Regions from separate parts of the Sus scrofa genome. Here region 1 is linked to region 2. A link is a contact called in public promoter capture Hi-C data. All regions are on one chromosome and are shown on one strand. Each heading gives the region's core, a stretch centred on a gene start, on an enhancer-like site or on the middle of the called end of the contact. The rest is flanking DNA. Distances are from core to core; before and after follow the strand shown.

What was found. Promoter capture Hi-C pulls out the DNA fragments that hold promoters and counts their contacts.
Region 1: a promoter capture Hi-C map of skeletal muscle shows a contact between it and region 2, with 8 times the contacts expected there. The contact joins the promoter of C3H7orf50 here to the enhancer-like site in region 2. A contact is called at or near these places in 3 of 5 promoter capture datasets (fetal liver, fetal skeletal muscle and skeletal muscle), 5 of 47 Hi-C or Micro-C datasets (blood, fetal skeletal muscle, omental adipose tissue and 2 more) and 1 of 2 datasets of contacts at active chromatin or transcription factors (alveolar macrophages).

Annotation. Positions count from the first base shown.
Region 1 is chr3:743,927-746,626 of Sscrofa11.1, reverse strand. It overlaps C3H7orf50, which reads left to right and starts at 1,257. Exons shown (of 5, transcript XM_013987679.2): 1 at 1,257-1,407.
Region 2 is chr3:549,388-552,087 of Sscrofa11.1, reverse strand. It overlaps ADAP1 (ArfGAP with dual PH domains 1), which reads left to right. Exons shown (of 12, transcript NM_214226.1): 8 at 1,693-1,776; 9 at 2,017-2,079; 10 at 2,426-2,497; 11 at 2,605-2,700. Among named protein-coding and RNA genes, the nearest start is that of GET4, 17 kb to the right of the region's middle. Within about 2 kb of position 1,412, at least 6 of the 83 cell types and tissues checked have an H3K27ac peak or open chromatin away from gene starts, as enhancers often do. A contact at or near this core is called in fetal skeletal muscle and skeletal muscle, where this site is marked.

The sequences.
Region 1 (2,700 bases), core at 8-2,507, 190 kb before region 2:
TCGGGAATTCCACATGCCTCAGATGTGGCCCTAAAACAAACAAAAACAAACCTTTTTGGACCTAGAAGGCCAAGGAGGCTCAAGTTTTCTATATGGACAAGAGGCAGGTGGAGGCCATTGGGTAGGGGCGTTGTGGGGTGGGAGTCTGTTGCATTCCAGGAAGCTGCCATAGAGTCCTGCTCAGTTGCATGGCAAATTACCAGAGCTAAAAATAAAAGCAAAAATTAAAAAAACTACATCAACGCTTCTGTATATTTAAGCTTCTGGATGAACTTTTTTTCCCTAGATGGTCGTGAAGTCCTCCAGAGCAGCTGGAAAACGGAATGGCTTTTCCTGGAGTCCGTAGCGTTGGACGTGCTTGCACACATGGTTCAGAAACTCTACCCCCAAGTGTGTGCCTTATAGACTCTCACGTGTGTGAACACAGGACCAGCAGGGGCTCTGGTATAATGCGGCCAGATTAGAAACTGGCTGGCCTTAGAGAGTGGAACTAAAGAACCCTGCCTGGCTTTCCTATCTCCCATATCGAGAACCTTCCCTTGATAGCATAACCCCGTCCACCTGTCTCCTCCACGTGGTCTGCAGCTTAAATGTCCCCACAGGCCAAGTCTCTTTCTTCCCTTTCTCAGTGTTGGGACTATGAAGAAATCAACAACGGTGTAACCCCTCAGTTTCACTGGCAGTGGGTTGCCTCAGACCTCAGATACCCCGCGAGGTCAGGCCCACCTCCGCCTTCAACCCTCACCCCAGGTGACCTCACCTGGACTTAACAGGTGTCTGCATGCACCTCCGATGCATTGGGAACCCTGGCGCACAGGTGTAATGCGGAGATTGCACAATCTTGCTCCCACTTTTAAGTGAAAGCAGTTAAAAATCTACCTCTGGAGTTTCCCTCCTGGCTCAGCGGTGACAGTCCCCACTAGTATCCATGGGGAACGCAGGTTTAGGCCTCACTCTGTGGGTTTAAGGATCCTGCGTTGCCCTGAGCTATGGCATGGCTGTGGTGTAGGCCGGCAGCTACAGCTCGGATTCGACCCCTAGACCAGGAACTTCAAATATCCATGGCTAGCGGCCCTAAAAAGACGGGGGGGGGGAAATCTATGTACATTTTTATCTTGTTCAACATGAACCCCGGTGGAGCAACGGGCCTGCGCAGCTTCGAACTGGGAGGTCCCGCACGTGGAGGGTTGCCTGGCAACCGCAGGCTCCGGGCACCAGCGGCGCCCAGCAATGACGCCACCGGCGCGTCTGGTCGCGTCCCGGCCCTGGCGGCTACCGCTCGCCATTGGCCAGCGGGGAGACGGAGGCGGGCCTCAGCCAATGGGGGGGGGGTGCAGCTCCGGAGGGCGGGTCCCCGTTACCTGGGCGCCGCGTCTGCCGGAAGCCGGCGCTGGAGGCCACGCGCAGGTAGGCGAGGGGGGCGGTCTGGGGCCCGCCCCACGTGGGTGCGAGGTCTCCGGGGCTGGCGGGTGCGCAAGGAGGGCTGGGCGCTTCCCCGGTCGGCAACCTGGGGGGAGCGCGGGATCCCGAGCGCCGGCCGCTCCGGGCCTTCCCCACTGCTCGGGGGTGCCTCCCGGTTGTCCGCAGTGTTGGAGCTGAAGCAGCCCCGGCCCAGCGAGCCAGGCTTGGGGGTGGTTGGGGTGCGGTTGATTTTGCTTAGCCCCGCAGGCGGCGCCGGGCCGAGGAGGGGAAGGGAGGGAAGCTCTGGAGGAGGGTCCCAGCAGAGGGGGGGGCCTAACCCGATTTAGGTATTTCACTAGTCCTTCCGGACGCCGAGTCGCACGTGGGATGGAGGGGCCGGGGCGGAGGCCGCAGACGAGTTGGAGGCTTTTGAATAATCCAGGGGAGCGGGGCGGCTGGACCAGGATCCTCAGGGTAGAGGCCGTGAGGGGCCACTTCTGGAGGTGCTCTGGATGCGCCAACGGGGTTTACCGTGGCGTGGAAGGCTGTGCAAGACGGGAGTTGTGGGTGACACCAGGGTGTTAGCTGGAGCTGAAAGCGGGATTCCACCACGTGACCATTCTTGGGGGGGAACAGACCGTGCAGGAAGGTCAGGTGTGCAGAGGACGGTGGGGTGTGGATTGGACCCCTCCGTTGAGAGGGTGTGTGTGGGTGATACACACCTGAGCAGAGAAACCTTTAGCCCAAGGGTGGTGTTTCCAGCCACAGGGCCTGAAGAGAGGGAGGGGCTGAGCCTCCGCCCCTTCGGAGTCGGGGCGCAGGGTGCAAAGGGGTCGGAGAGTGGAGGGTGCCTGGGAAGCTGAGAGGAAAGAGCAGGGGAGATGGGAGGGACCAGTCGTGTCCGTTAGATCCACTCGGTGACTCAGAGATAAACAGGACCGGCTGTACTTGGTTTTGCTGTACTTGGTTTCAGGCGGTGAGGTGGGATTTTTGTCAGTGACCACAAACAGGGCAAGGCTGACCTGAGGCCATAGGGAGGTGGCGGCTGTGCTCAGGGAGTCGGGGTGGAAAATGACCAGAAGCATGACCGGGGCTGGTCTGTGGGAAACCCCCCTGGGCTTGCTGGCTGGTGTTCAGGAAAATGGGGCTCCTCCTTGACCCCAGAGGCTGAGGGAGCAGGCCCGTCTGCAGGTGTTGGCCGGATCCTTTGGCAGCCTGGATTTTTCTCAGGTGCTTTTCAGGGGACCTAGAGTCGCTGTTAAGATGTGGCCTCGAGCTGCTGGAAACTGCTTTTTTGTT
Region 2 (2,700 bases), core at 163-2,662:
CTTGCTCACCCTCAGTGCTGGCTGCCCGGGGGCTCCTTCTCCCAGTTCCAGACCCCCAGGCTGGGGAACCTGCCATGGGGCTCACAGCTCTCACTCCTGTGTGAGCCTCTGCCATTTATTTTCCAGTCTGTGGGTTGCCCACCCAGCGGGTATGGGATTGTTTCTCTTTTGAAAGTACCCCTCCCACGACCTTGATGTGGTTTCGTCTTAGTCTTTGGGTGCAGGAGATCTTTTCTGGTAGCCTCTAGTCTGTTTCGTTAGTGGTTGCTCAACAGTTGGTTGTAATTTTGGTGTGTTCACGACAGGAGCTAAGCTCTGGTCCTTCTACTGCACCGTCTTGTGTGAGTCAAGAACCTGAACTTGTCTTATCCTTGAAGAATGTTTCTATTTCTTCCAAATGGCTATTTCCCATTTGTGTGCTCTTTTTTCTCTGGCTTCCGTGAGAGATTTCCTGGGCTGGTCAGGTTCTCCAGGGGAAGCCCCTCCTTCCCGAGCCCCAGCATGGAGGGAGCTGAGAGGGAGCAGGAGGAGACTCGGGCCTGGTGTGGCATCATACAACTTCACTGTTTCTAGAATGGGGTCCCGACAGGCACACACCCCGTGCTTGGGACCCCTCTCGCCTCACCAAGGCTCTTTCTTTTCGCCCTCTGCAAAGAGGCGGGTTCCATCTCCTGCCAGGATGGGGCAGTTCTGCATGGAGCCCCTCCCACTTCCAGGGGAGCCCAGAGCTGTGCCTTCCCCAGCCCTTTGGGCGTCTGCAGCAGCAGACTGGCCACGTCTCAGCTTTCCTTTCTGTGGCTTCAGACGCAGCTAATTTGGACCACGTTTCCATCTGTTTCCAGTTCCCAGCACGTCGTGACTCTTCTCCCTCGTCTCATGGGGTTAGGCCTTTAAAAAACTATCCCTTAAGCAGTCCTAATGGGGGGGCAACCTGGCTCAAGGCATGTGAGCCAGTCTTCAGCTCTACCCAGAAGCCTTTTCACCTTCCTGGTGCAGAGACGGAGCCCAGGGCAGGCAGAGGGCAGGTGCTGGGAGCCCAGGGGCCTCTAGAGCATCCGTCTGGTTTCAGCAAGTCAGGGAAGGGCCTGAGAGGAGCAGGGAGGCCAGTGCCAGTGACCGGACAGGGAGAGACTGGAGGGATTGGGTCCAGTGGAGTGGGGTTAGGGGCACCAGGCGTGAGCTGGGTTTAGGGGCAGGGCCCTTAGTGAGGCTGAGTGGCCAAGGGGCAAAGGTCACATGCTATGGGAGGGGTGGGGAGGAGGTGGCAGCCACAGACACAGGGACCCCTGGCAGCTCTTGCTTCAGGGGTCCAATCCCCTCCTGTTCTCCAGCGGCGTCCTCAGTAGGGAGGGGAGACGTGGCTCTGGGTGGGTTTATAAATAGCTGAGCCTCCCTCTTGACAGGACGTCAGGTCATAAAAATAGCCCAACCCGAGAGGAGAGAGGCTGCCCGTTGTCCAGCAGCTGGGGGCTTGGACGGCAGCCCCAGGCCGCCCCCGCCTGCTTTGACTGCTTGGGGATCCGGCGTCCCCGCTGGAGCCTTCGTGGGGGTTCCCCCAAGCAGACCAGACCCACCCTTGTGCCTGTGTCCACCGCAGCCGGCCAGCCGCACAGTGGGCACAGGCCCGGGAGCTGAGGGGTGGGGGGGCCTGTACCCACGGCCCACACCCCACACCCAGCCTCTCACCCCCAGGAGATGGTGGACTGGTTCAACGCGCTCCGTGCTGCCCGCTTCCACTACCTGCAGGTGGCCTTCCCGGGGGCCAGCGACGCAGACGTGAGTGGCTGCTGCCGCCTCTGACCCTGGAGAGGGGGACGTGGGCCCTGGTCTGGGACGGTGGGTTGGGTGCTGACTGAGGGCCCACGTGGACCCGAGGAGCCCCCTGCCCCTGGCCGGCCTGAGGTCCCTGGAGGGGCGTGTTGGGGGTTGAGGGGGCGGGGAGCAGGGGCAGCTGGGGAGGGGCGCCCTGGGGGCTGTGCTGCCTCCTGGGCCCAGCCTGAGGGGGTTCTGCCCTAGCTGGTGCCGAAGCTCTCCAGGAACTACCTTCAGGAAGGCTACATGGAGAAGACGGGGCCCAAGGTACGTCCACTCAGGAGCCCGGGACGCCCAGGCCCCTCTGCAAGGTTGTGCCTTGGGCACCAGGGGCTGTGCGGGACCAGGGGAGCCCAGAGTGGCAGCGACACCCCCAGCAAGGGCCTCTGCGTGCCCCCATTTTGCAGCAGCGCAGGCACCCCCGCCCGGGACCCTGGTGCTCTGGGGGCCTGGAAGCAGAACCCTGAGGACACCTCGTGCCCTGAGGCCCGGGCCAGCTCCAAGCCCCGGCTCCTGCCCCAACGCCGGGCACCCTGGGGTCCCTGCCATGTGGGGGGCGGGGTGAGGGGCCCCCGGCCCTGCCTCGGCAGACCCAGTGCACCCTCGCCCACAGCAGACGGAAGGCTTCCGGAAGCGCTGGTTCACCATGGACGACCGCAGGCTCATGTACTTCAAAGACCCCCTGGTAAGGACGGCCGCACCCGGGCTCCTGGGTGGACGGAGGGGCTGCCTGCGGGACGGGGGGGGGGGCGGGGGCGGCCCGGAGCCGCCGCTCAGCCTGGCCGCCCCCAGGACGCCTTCGCCCGCGGGGAGGTCTTCATCGGCAGCAGGGAGAGCGGCTACACGGTGCTGGACGGGCTCCCGCCGTCCACCCAGGGCCACCACTGG